Linked DNA regions of Bombyx mori: region 2 is linked to region 1. A link is a contact called in public Hi-C data. All regions are on one chromosome and are shown on one strand. Each heading gives the region's core, a stretch centred on a gene start, on an enhancer-like site or on the middle of the called end of the contact. The rest is flanking DNA. Distances are from core to core; before and after follow the strand shown. Region 1 has its middle 60 kb from the start of LOC134201128. Region 2 overlaps LOC134201128 (a long non-coding RNA gene).

Region 1 (6,115 bases), core at 1,931-4,430:
GGAGAGATGGCGGGATATCGTGAGACGCATCAAGTCTGCCCGTTCAAACACTCCATGATGACCACGACCACTTCGTCAAGAGTGACACGATTGAGAAGAAGAAGAAGATGGTAGTTAGCACAGTACTCAAGTGTCGACGAACAAACACCTTAATCATCCGCGTCTACTGAAATCGAACTATCCGAAACGTCCTAAATATTATGAAAACAGTTATAAAACCGTAAAAGAACTTATATTACATGCTTATATTACATCCAAATGATTCTTGTCAACCTGATGGTTGTCTGGAAGAGATCGCTCTTAGCGATAATACCGCCAATTTACTTTTTTGTATTTAATGTATCGCATTGTTTATTAATTTTTTGGTGTTCAATAAAGAATACTCTCTCTCTTTCTCTCTCTATATTACAAATAATAAAAATTTTATAAAGAATACTGTCATTATTTGCATTACATTGGGAATAAAATTTTTGAATAATGTGTACGTATGGAGTACGTATTCGTCTGCAATGAGTCCTAGCAACAATTATGTATTCATCAATTCGTGCCTCTAACAGTCGCTTTAATCGTAACTTCGTAGAGGGTATTCTCAAAAATAGAAAATTATAGATGGATCCAGAGAAAGTGTCTAGGTATTGATCGATCGAGAACGCAGCAGACGCGATAAAAGCCGTGTTAACATAAACTAGTTTGTACGGTCAAGGATGGTTGCATTATTGTTGTCTTGAAAAGGCGTGAACTTCTTTTAATATTTCATTGTCAGCGTACATGTCGCGCATTGAAAAGTTTCTGTGGGACTGGTTCGTCTGGTTTGCGTTCAAAGTTTTGATAAAGTCGATTCTTTTATAGTCTCGTTAGTAGAGTGGTCGGTGACCCTGACAACCGTATCACAGGAGACAGGTTCGATCGCAGACTCAGTATTATTTTTCCAATACATTAAATATTTGGGGTTTCCTGTTATCTGGCTATCACAACAATAATTCAAGATTTGGGTCGTTTAACGTGGAACAATTATTTATGTTAAAAAAAAAAACTTACTGAAGTTATTCCAAAAATGTATAAATCCTTCTTATTATAAGAAAATCCATAAGATTCATTGTAATAATTGTTGAAGCATGTTGTTGTTGAATTGTATAATGAACCCTCAGTCGAAATTACGAATATGTCATTTAGGAACGTTTAAAAGCCAATTCTTGACTTTTCACTTATTGATATCTTTAGAGCATGGTAGGATAACTATTTCTCATCAGGTGACTCGGATGCTGGAAAATTAAGATCTAAATCGCAGGCAGACGTTTTTTTCTATACGCCACTAGCATCATCATCATCGCATTACATAACGACTGTCCTGCATATAAACTAGAACGCTGAGATGCTTATCTATTCGCAAGAAAAGCAGACAAAGTCGCGTGATCGTGAATTTGATGTTTTTATCATTTCATTTTACGATCCCTGTCCAAATACGATAGATTTGTATCGATTTATTACATTTTTGTTTAAATTATAACGACTCTAACTAACGACGACATGCTTAAAAAAAATTGTATAGGTATCTCAAAACCCGTATAGGATTTGAGGCTTTAAATTCAAAATTCATAAAACCGCAGAGAAGAAAAACGTTTAGTTTTGTAAAAAATCTTTGTAATACTCATAATGTAGCTAACTGTAGCTACTAATTTCATTGAAGGCTACTCGATCTAGTCCCACAAGGTGTGCGTGCAATGCGCCGCTTAGAGCACTAACAAAGAAAAGTCTAGAAGCAAAAAACCATGCATTTTTCAACACTCGTCCGCTTAATTGACTGATTTAAGCTCTATTTATAGATGTGTATAAATAGACTCGCTGTTGCTAAGTCGGTGATTGCTCGTGACGCCGGAGACGCGTCGTTAAGTACGACACACGCTTGCGATTCAACGGTTAAATATGTCTTTGGTGTGTGACGTAGCTTTGTCAAAGGATTTTATGCTGATCAAGGTTTTAGTCGTTTGAATTTTGCTTTGTAGCATAAATAGGTTTTCTGATGTTTTACGATTCAATTTTGAGAAAAGCTTATAATAAAATAACGTTCGTGTTTTAACTCTTCTTAAAGTTTCAAATGTATAAACTTTATCATTTTTTCAATATATATTCTTTCGATGGTAAACAATGACTCAAATTCTCGACGAGCGAACCAACCCATAAACACAGCCCATTGAGTTTCTCGCTGGATTTTCTCAGTGAGTCGCGATTCCGATCCGGTGGTAGACCTTGTGAAGCACTGCTCTTGCTAGGGCTAGTATTAGTAAATTCTCTTAGGCTGAGCCCGTGAGATCACCTAGCCGCGCGTAGCTGGAATAGCCCCTTAGGCTACCAGCGCATAGGTAGGGGAAAAAAACTCAAATTCTACATCTAAAAGTAAAATGGCAGTGTCAAATTATAACGTCTTCGATTGAATGCTATTAATCCGATGCGATATGTATATGTGTAATGTGGCCGTTTTACTACATGCAAAGTCGTGATAATTTTTTTAATGCATACGTCCATTAGCATTTCAGAACCAAGGCATCTAAAGATCGAGTCAACGAGACAAGCGTTTTTGCAACAAATACATGTATATTTTAAACGGTGTTTGAGCTTGAATCGAAACAGTCGCAATTCCCAGTCACAGATGTGCACGTCGCTATTCCGACCGCTACATGTAACACGCGTCCATGACTCCGATCACGAGATTATCTCAAATTACTGCTGAAAGCGTTCTTACTCCTCGTTTTCTATTTTTAAAACGCGGTTTTTCTATCAATTAGCGTTCCGTAAACAATAGATCAGCGATTCATCTCGTTTTGTTTATAAAAGCGACGACGTAGAATAACGCTGTAAGTTTTGCAGTTTTTATTTTTTTAATTCCATTGAAAATTGGTAGCGTACATTGTAGGGCCTATGGTGATGATCTACATTTTATAATGTTATATAATTATTATATATCGTTCTTGTGAAATTGACTGACCTAAAATTATAATAGTCGCATTAGTGGTAACATCGTGATTTATGACTTAATACATAAATATAAATTGGTACTTAAATAATTATTATCAAATCCAAAAAATCATCAAGTATCAAGACGGCTTGCGTCGTCGTGCGCCGATCGAAATTAACGTTTTCAACAAAAAGTGGATCGCGGTGCTCTCGCTCGCGCGCGTATCTAACGCTGCAAGCGCGAGCGAAACGCGAGACCGTCGCCCGCGCCCACGTAAGGAGGCCGGTACATTGAACCCGTGCTCTCGCGACGAAGATATGCCTGTCTTTTTCGCTTTTTCGCCCAAACGGCTTGACACGCTGTACCGCTCGGGGCCCGACCGCCGTGAGTTGACCCATAATACGAAATCCGTTTTTGGAGCCGTGCGCGATCGAACCATGTCCGCGGCGACCAGAGTGTACCAGTCAGTGCCCGTTCGGATTGATGTTTTCGAATTTGGAACGTCCACGGGGTGCGTGTTGTAGGCCTAAATGGAAAATTACGTGAAATTCGTTTCGTCTTAGGAGCGATGTGAGTTTTTGAATTTCGAATTCTTTGTGTGAATTTTAGTGACGTTCTCTTTTTAAGCGTCATGTAGTTTTCGTTTAATTAATTTCGTATATAAAAGCGTTGTGGTTTTCAGGTAGCTTTCTCTCTCTCTCTCTCTCTCTCTAGCTTAATAGAGGATAGTGTAAAATCAAATTGAAACATAACCCACTGCCACTCGTAAAATAGTTTTGTGTAATTCAGTCAATCGAAATGTCTTCAGGAATTCAAGAGAGGAATAGGTTATGAGAAAGCACATTGTACTCATTGCTTGCGATGCCGGATCTCTGTACGTATACTTTCCATTTTTATTCGTTGAGTGCTTTAATAGACACACAAAATGGCACATGCAAATATTTGTACTAAAACAAGAAAATTAAATTTTGCCTTCAGGCCTAATAATATAACCGAGTTCTGGACCATTTAGTGTTAGGGGATGAGAGTTTTAAATGTTATATCCACGTGTTCCACTTTGAGGCATACGTTTGAGGTCTTTAGAGTTCGAAGAAACGAGTGCTAAAAGTGGTTTCTAGTATCGAGATGATTTGTGATTTAAAGAGACAGGATTGTAATACCAAGCCGTATGGGCATCATAAATTCTACCATCAGCAAACATCGTTACATGCACTGCACCTAATATTTCATATTCTCAAGCTGAAAAAAAAAAGAAAAGCATTTATAATATTACGTCCATGCCATGTGAGTTTAAATGAAAAACGTAATTAAATTAGAAATATAACATACAACGTGTCATATTATATAATTTGCACGGTAAAACGCTTTGAACATTAACAGTAACAATAGACAGCCGTTCAGTTGGTGTCCATGAGTGATAGTGACCACTCAAGGTGCCGCGGTCGTGAGCAAAGAAAAAGCTGAAAATTGCGCCAGAGAAATTTCTAAACAATATCATAAAACTCTTTCCCGCTGTCAAACGCGCTCCTAAAAGAATCCTAAGCAGTGCCCACTAACGATCAGACGGCGCGTTCACTCGTCAGTCCATTAAACTTACTTGGTCTGGTCTCACGACGCCATATACACGTGTTAGAAATACCATTGAAACAATAATAAATGGTAGAGAACTATTCGGGTTATCTGTATTACAGGTAAATACGGAAATCTGAAAAAAATATACTGCACCAGCACTGAGGAAATTACGAATAAAAACGTATATGATAAAAAATGAACAAAATATAATAAAATATATATATATATATATGAAAATTACCAAATCAAAGTACCCTCTAAAGCGAAGAAAACGGGAACGGGAATGGGTTTCTGACGCGCAATAGAAATAGGCATCAGCCCGTGCGGTTTTAAAATATTGCCTATCACCAATAAATGCCTTTTTTATTTTTTATTACTTAGCTGAGTGGACGAGCTCACAGCCCACCTGGTGTTAAGTGGTTACTGGAGCCCATAGACATCTAACGTAAATGCGCCATCCACCTTGACATATAAGTTCTAAGGTCTCAGTATAGTTACAACGGCTGCCCCACCCTTCAAACCGAAACGCATTACTGCTTCACGGCAGAAGTAGGCAAGGCGGCGTACCTATCCGTGCGGACTCACAAGAAGACCTACCGCCAGTAAGTTGGAGACAGTGCGCTGATATGATACTCAGAGGACGCCCCTACTCGTTCTCCGAAGAATCTTCAATTCGCCTCACGACCCCTACTGGATGCGGTGCTATCCTACGACTCCACACTGGTGCATAAATCAGCTGGAATCTCAACTGACGCCTCAAACGATAGAGCCGACCTTCTAAATCTTCAGTCCCAGATATAGCACGCGCTGTATCCATGTAGTATTTCATTTCACGTTAACCCTCAGGCTGTGGGCTTCATTATTTCTGATCTGACGCGTTATTCACAAAACGAACCGTCTAAGAATAGCCTTATGGACGGTACATTGACATGTCAGTGTGCACTAGATTTTCAACAAGCATCAGTGACGTCAGCAATGTGATCTATAAATAGATTCTCATCGTCAAAGTCCGATGGATTGAAGCCTTGATCGACGGAAGTAGCTTGATGCCTCTTGTGGGTTTGAAAGTATACGACAAAGGGGAGATCTTCCACCGAGAGCGTGATGAATGTTGTTCGGAACTTGTATATTATATGCAAATTCATCTTGAAAATGTCGTAAGCGAAATTCAGGCATCTGCAAATGCCTTGCGTTTGTATCATGGCTACTTGCCACATAGGTTTTATTTTAAGTCAACGAGGAGTTTTTTGAGGAGCTGCTAGAGATGATACCCTCTTTATTATTTAAGTTCAAATTCACGAGCTGAAGCTGAGGAGGTTCCAGAAATCATTATCACCACATACCTTCCATGTTTTCTGATCACCTGTCTGAATATAAAGTCTGATGAGTGTCCTCAGCGGCTTGTACCACTTCTGATTTCGATGTGCACCGTATCCTCTGCTTCCAAGTCGAAATAACTCCTAGTAGAACGTATTAAAGCTCAGATACTTTGATGAGTATTCATGATAGAAGAAAAGACAGAAGCGTGCCGTGGTCGTTCACGTATCTTCCGATAGACTTGACATCCTCTGGTCAGCAATGGGGATCTAT
Region 2 (6,115 bases), core at 2,656-5,155, 47 kb before region 1:
CAGATAATAATTTTCCATCAACGGGGGTGACTGAAAATCAGCACTGCTCGATTTATCGACTTTGAACAACATTAGCGAAGCCTTTTTCTTTTTTTTTCTTTTTTATGTCTTTTTTATTTAATGTGAAAGGCAATAAATTATTTTATTATTATTATTATTATAATTATTATCGATTCACGCTCACATTTAAATCAAAATTAAATTACAATAGATATTAATTGAAAACAAAATAAAATAAATGAAGAATAATAATAAACAAGTAGGCCTTTTCAAATAAGATTGTTATTTTATTTAAAACTAGCGACCCGTCCTCGCTTCGCTTCGGAAACATAATATAAATTTTATTACTGATAGCTGAGTTCGCGGTTATTGTCGTACCGCGGGTGACGCCGCGAGGCGAAACCAGTCTAAAAACAGTAGCTTGAGTTACTCCTTATCACAAAAGCTACCTATCAGTGAAAGTCTCGGCCAAAAAGAGATTAGCCTCTGGAACGGCTGGAACAAACAGGCAGTAAGTTGTAGTAAAAAGCAGTTATTTCAATATTACAAACAGACACTCCAATTTTATTTATATGTATAGAAGTTAAAAATGTCAAATGAGGAAGAGGTAAACCTAAAAACAAAAGGATGGATTGTGTGAAAGACGATATGTGTAAGAGGGGAATGAGCGATGAAATGGTATATGATAGAGGAGTATGGAAAGAGAAAACATATTGCGCCGACGCCAAGTGACTGGGAGAAGGGCAGGAAAATGATGTTAAAAATTCAAATATCTTTATCTAAATATTTTTCTATAATTCTCTATAATATAATATTCTATAATTTCTCTATAATCTTTAATGTAGTTAATATTGTCATGTCTATGTGCGAGACCGACTCGTTTCCAGACTCGCTTCGAACTCGAAAACGATTCACAAATCGAATCGAGAATTAACGGTAGCTGCTTAATCCATAATTCCAATCACACTGACCACCGTAACGCGCCGTATTAGGAGATGTTTATTTCAATAAATTTTTGTACCTCAATTGTTGTCAACTAGATGCGTTAGTGGCATAATAAAACCGGACTTCGGGTTCAGATGAACGTGGCTTCGAATTTTTTCATCACCAAATGCCGCCGCTCGTTTTGGGATGTATGGTCGAAGTCATCTTTACTGGTGCTAAGACCTCTGGTGAGTTCGCATGGGTAGGTACCACCACTCGGCCTATTTCTGCCGTGAAGCAGTAATGCGTTTCGGTTTGAAGGGCGAGGCAACCGTTGTAACTATACTGAGACTTTAGAGGAATTGTTCGAGATGATATGCGTGTTCCCAAGCGCTATGACATGTCCTTCTTCAAACGAGGATTGTGGAGAGTATTAAGCGGTAGGCAGCGGCTTTGCTCTGCCCCTGGCATCGCTGAAATCCATGGGCGACGGTAACCACTCACCATCAGGTGGGCCGTATGCTCGTTTGCCTACAAGGGCAATAAAAAAAAAGAACTTATATCTCAAGGTGGGTGGCGCATTTACATTGTAGATGTCTATGGGCTCCAGTAACCACCTAACACTAGGTGGACTGTGAGCTCGTCCACCCATCTAAGCAATAAAAAAAATTAAAAAAGGCATCATCATCAGCTACTGAACCACTATCAGACATAAGTCTCTCCAATTGCACGGCATTGAGCACGACCCTCGGCTACTCTCATCCAGCTCTTGCTACCCTCCACAGATCGTCACTCCACCGCGTCCAGTACGTTTGGCAATTTATTTATTTACTAGGCACACAATACACATTACAAGCTAAAAAGATACACAATTTTTTTTATACTTGGATGGTTCGACGAGCTCACAGTCCACCTAGTGTTAGGTGGTTACTGGAGCCCATAGACATTTACAACGTAAATGCGCCACCCACCTTGAGATATAAGTTCTAAGGTCTCAGTATAGTTACAACGGCTGCCCCGCCCTTCAAGCCGAAACGCATTACTGCTTCACGACAGAAATAGGCGGGGTGGGGGTCACTACCCGTGCGGACTCACAAGAGGACTCACAACATTTGAGCCTCGCGAGCTCACCTACACGCTAGGGTTACGCTGACATACCAATCAAGGATGTCAGATTAGGCAGGTAAAAAAAAACTAAAGTCTACTCTCTATCTCTCTCTTTGTCGTACAAAAAATCAAATACGACGCAAACACAGTCGCCAGTACATCAGTACGGTACCTAACTAACCGACTATCGCTGCGAACTCATTCCGGATATTTTCCGACACGTTCACCGACGTTGCACGTGTATACAAAATAAACATGAACGTGTTTTTTTTTTCGTTGTCGGAAACCAGACGCTGAAAAAACTGTCTGCGCCTGATAAATATGGGTTAGTAATGTTAAGTCCTTATCGCTAGCCCTACGTGTAATATAAAACGTATGCGTTAACGCAAAACGGTCTTCTGTAGATCCGTATCGGGAGATTTTAAACACGCTTCCGTGTTCTATCTAGCTGATTGCAGTATTGTAAAAACCGTCTAAAGCTCTGTACTGATCCCGAACTCTCCTCGTGCACACACACACACACAGACCCGACCTACATCTAGAATCTAGTCCTATATACACCACCACACAGGGTCTCCTGCAGCTCTGTACTGATCCCGAGCTCCCCTCGTACACACAAAGACACATTTGACCTACATCTAGCCTCTAGTCGTACACTACACTACTATAGACACGGTCCTCTGCAACTCTGTAATGATTCCGAGCTCTCCTCATACACTAATGGACACAGCTCCGACCTACATGTAGCCTAGTTCTATATTACACTACTATTGCTTAGATAGGTGGACGAGCTCACAGCTGACTTGGTGTTAAGTGGTTACTGGAGCCCATAGAAATCTATTAAGAAAATTTGCCACTCAGCTTGAGATACAAGTTCTAAGGTCTCAGTATAGTTACAACGGCAACCCCACCCTTCAAAACGAAACGCATTACTGCTTCGCGGCAGAAATAGGCGGGGTGGTGGTACCTACCCGTGTGGACTCACAAGAGGTCCTACCACCAGTGCGTGTTACCAATGATGATTTACGGTTCCGAGACGTGGTGTTTCACAAGGGATCTTTTTAGGAAGCTTAGTATCACGCAGCGAGCTATGGAGTGGGCTATACTTGGTATTTCTCTACGAGACCGAATCAGAAATGAGGAGATCCGTAAAAGAATCAAAGTTGCTGACATAGCCCGTAGGATTAGCAAGCTGAAGTGGCAGTGGGCAGGCCACGTAGCGCGAAGATCGGACGGCCGATGGTGCAGAAAGATCTTCGAGTGGAGACCACGTACTGGCAAGTGCAGTGTGGAACGGCCACCTACCAGACGGACGGATGACCTAGTGAGAATCGCTGGGTCACGTTGTAGGCAGGTGGCAACGGACCGGCCGCACTGGAGATCAATTGGAGAGACCTATGTTCAGCAGAGGACAGAGGACAGGCTGAGATCATAATGATGATGGTAGACACGGTCCTCTGCAGCTCTGTACTGATCCCGAGCTCTTCTCGTACACACAAAGACACAGATACGTCCTATACCTAATTGGGAGTCCTACGCTAAAACACTATGATCTTTGTGTCACATACTATTTTCCACGTGTTTTCGGGTACGTAATCCGACCTATATACAAATATATATAATACACCACATAATTAGTTGTTCTTCTTGAAATTTCAATTAAAACACTGAAAACCGTATCTTTTTTCGCGCTCATTTCTTGTCGCCATGTGTGATAAACTGTTGATATGCTATCTCGCAAAATGTATAATTTTGGGGCGCCGGTACGTCTAACAACCAATTTGAAGCTAAAACAGAATTGCCATGACGTAATTTCTGAGTGGGTAACGTATTGAAAGATAATTATCGCAGTCAGTCTCTACATATTTTTAACATTATTAGGGCTATCGCGGTGTAGCGCGGTGATTGTCCTGGGTCTGTCCCGCACTCTGCGGACTGTATAGTAGCGGAGGCTCTGTGAGTTTCCGTGTCCCTGCGACTAGTCGCGCTCCACGTGACAGTGCACTAGTCTGTCCCGCACTCGTCCGGTGCACACATCATGTGTGTGTGTAGCGGAGGCTCTGTGAGACCCCGTGTCCCTGCGACTAGTCGCGCTCCACGTAACAGTGCACTAGTCTGTCCCGCACTCGGCCAGTGCACACATCATGTGTGTGTGTAGCGGAGGTTCTGTGAGTCCGTGTGTCCCTGCGACTAGTCGCGCTCCATGTGACAGCGCACTAGTCTGTCCCGCACTCGGCCGGTGCACACATCATGTCTGTGTGTGTGTGTGTCTAGCGGAGGCTCTGTGAATCCCCGTGTCCCTGCGGCTAGTCGCGCTCCACGTGACAGTGCACTAGTCTGTCCCGCACTCGGCCGGTGCACACATCATGTGTGTGTGTAGCGGAGGCTCTGTGAGTCCGCGTGTCCCTGCGACTGGTCGCGCTCCACGTGACAGTGCACTAGTCTGTCCCGCACTCGGCCGGTGCATACATCATGTGTGTGTAGCGGAGGCTCTGTGAGTCCCCGTGTCCCTGCGACTAGTCGCGCTCCACGTGACAGTGCAGAGTACTCTGTAATCCTGTACTCGTTCTATCTGTGTACGTGACTAGCCGCTCTGTCCGGTCAAACATCGCATTAAAAAATGACCTTGAAACGAAAAAAAAGTATAATAAAATTTACGAAATTGTGTCATTTGCAAGACTTATCTAGAAACATCACACATACCTACTTTAACGTACAATTTAAAATCTTTCATATTGCGTGAGCTTTTTTTTAAAAGACTTCGAAATTATAACCGAAGCTTGTGTTGTTCACGTTGTATTGTCTCTTACTCCACTATCCACTCATAGATTACCACTTTTGAAGTCGACGTGGCTTAAAATTCCAGACGTCCAGCTCTATGGTATCGAATGACGAGACGATACCGGTGTTGGAATCCCGCTAGCAAGTACCAGTTTTCTTGATGAAATACATACTCAACTAATGTTCACGAATGACTTAGGAATAAGGTTGTGGAATAAAAATACAACCGGCCACAATTATTATTTGCGTACTGTTTGGTGTTAGGGTGTTTTGTGAGTCTGCGCGGGTAGGTACCACCGCCCTACCTAATTCTGCTGTGAAGCAGTAATGCGTTTCGGTTATAAGGGTGGGTCAGCTGTTGTACTATAACAACTGAATAGAACTCGGATCTCACGGTAGGCGACGGCATTTATGTTTTAATGCTTAGATGTACGTTGTTGATTTGTGTCCAGTAACAACTTAGCACCAGGTGAAGGTGAGCTCGTCGACAAATGTAAGCAATAGAATGAAACTTACTATCAAAGAGGCTTCGTGCTCATCTACCGAGATGCAGCCAGAGGAGTGTGCTCTGAGAAATTGTTTGAGATGAGCCCATCATGTCGTTTATCCCATCGCTCCACCCGCTACCGAAGCAGAGCTTATCCATGCTACCTGGAGTCACTGCGTTCCTCCGCAGTGCGTTTCCAGAGATCTTTGTTGCCACGTACCATCCGGCTTTGGAATTAGCTCTTCTCCACGGTATTTCCCATGTCATAACATGTCCTTCTTCAAACAAGGCTTGTGGAGAGTATTAAATGGTAGCCAGTGGCTTGGCTCTGCCCCTGACATTGCTGAAGCCCATCGGTGACGGCAACCACTCATCATTAGGTGGGCCTTATACTTGTCTGCCTACAAGGGTAATAAATGCCGGTATCATCTCGAACAATTCCTCAGAGCACACATGTATAATTAGCTTTCCATCTGCATGGGCGCTTTTCGAATTTAATGTTATTGATTATTTTGAATGAAATCAACAAACGATTGTACTTTGTAAGGGCACCCCTTTGAAAAAAGTATGCTATGTACTTAATTTTCATCCCCAACCCCGCTCGTGTGGTGCGTCCAATAGCAGCGTTGCAGCCTTTGCGTTTTTATTGACAATGGGGTTGCAAGGGTGTTTTTATTTTTTTTGTTTGCCATAGCCAATTCCTTTTCGTCTATTTTCTGTCTGCCTTTAAATGGTAAAGGGATTTTGAAACAAAATTATTGCTGTTTTTTTTAATGTAAGGGTTGTTAAAATATGTGCTTACAAGAGACCTCAAAA

The links. Hi-C and Micro-C count contacts between places; a contact is called where the count stands out from the background.
Region 2: a Hi-C map of midgut shows a contact between it and region 1, with 2.0 times the contacts expected there. The contact joins two enhancer-like sites. A contact is called at or near these places in 5 of 7 Hi-C or Micro-C datasets (middle silk gland, midgut, posterior silk gland and 2 more).

Annotation. Positions count from the first base shown.
Region 1 is chr23:16,609,761-16,615,875 of ASM3026992v2, reverse strand. No RefSeq gene overlaps it. Among protein-coding and RNA genes, the nearest start is that of LOC134201128, 60 kb to the left of the region's middle. Within about 2 kb of position 3,180, at least 8 of the 8 cell types and tissues checked have open chromatin away from gene starts, as enhancers often do.
Region 2 is chr23:16,657,386-16,663,500 of ASM3026992v2, reverse strand. All of the region lies in intron 1 of LOC134201128 (a long non-coding RNA gene), which reads left to right. Among protein-coding and RNA genes, the nearest start is that of LOC134201128, 12 kb to the left of the region's middle. Within about 2 kb of position 3,905, at least 4 of the 8 cell types and tissues checked have open chromatin away from gene starts, as enhancers often do.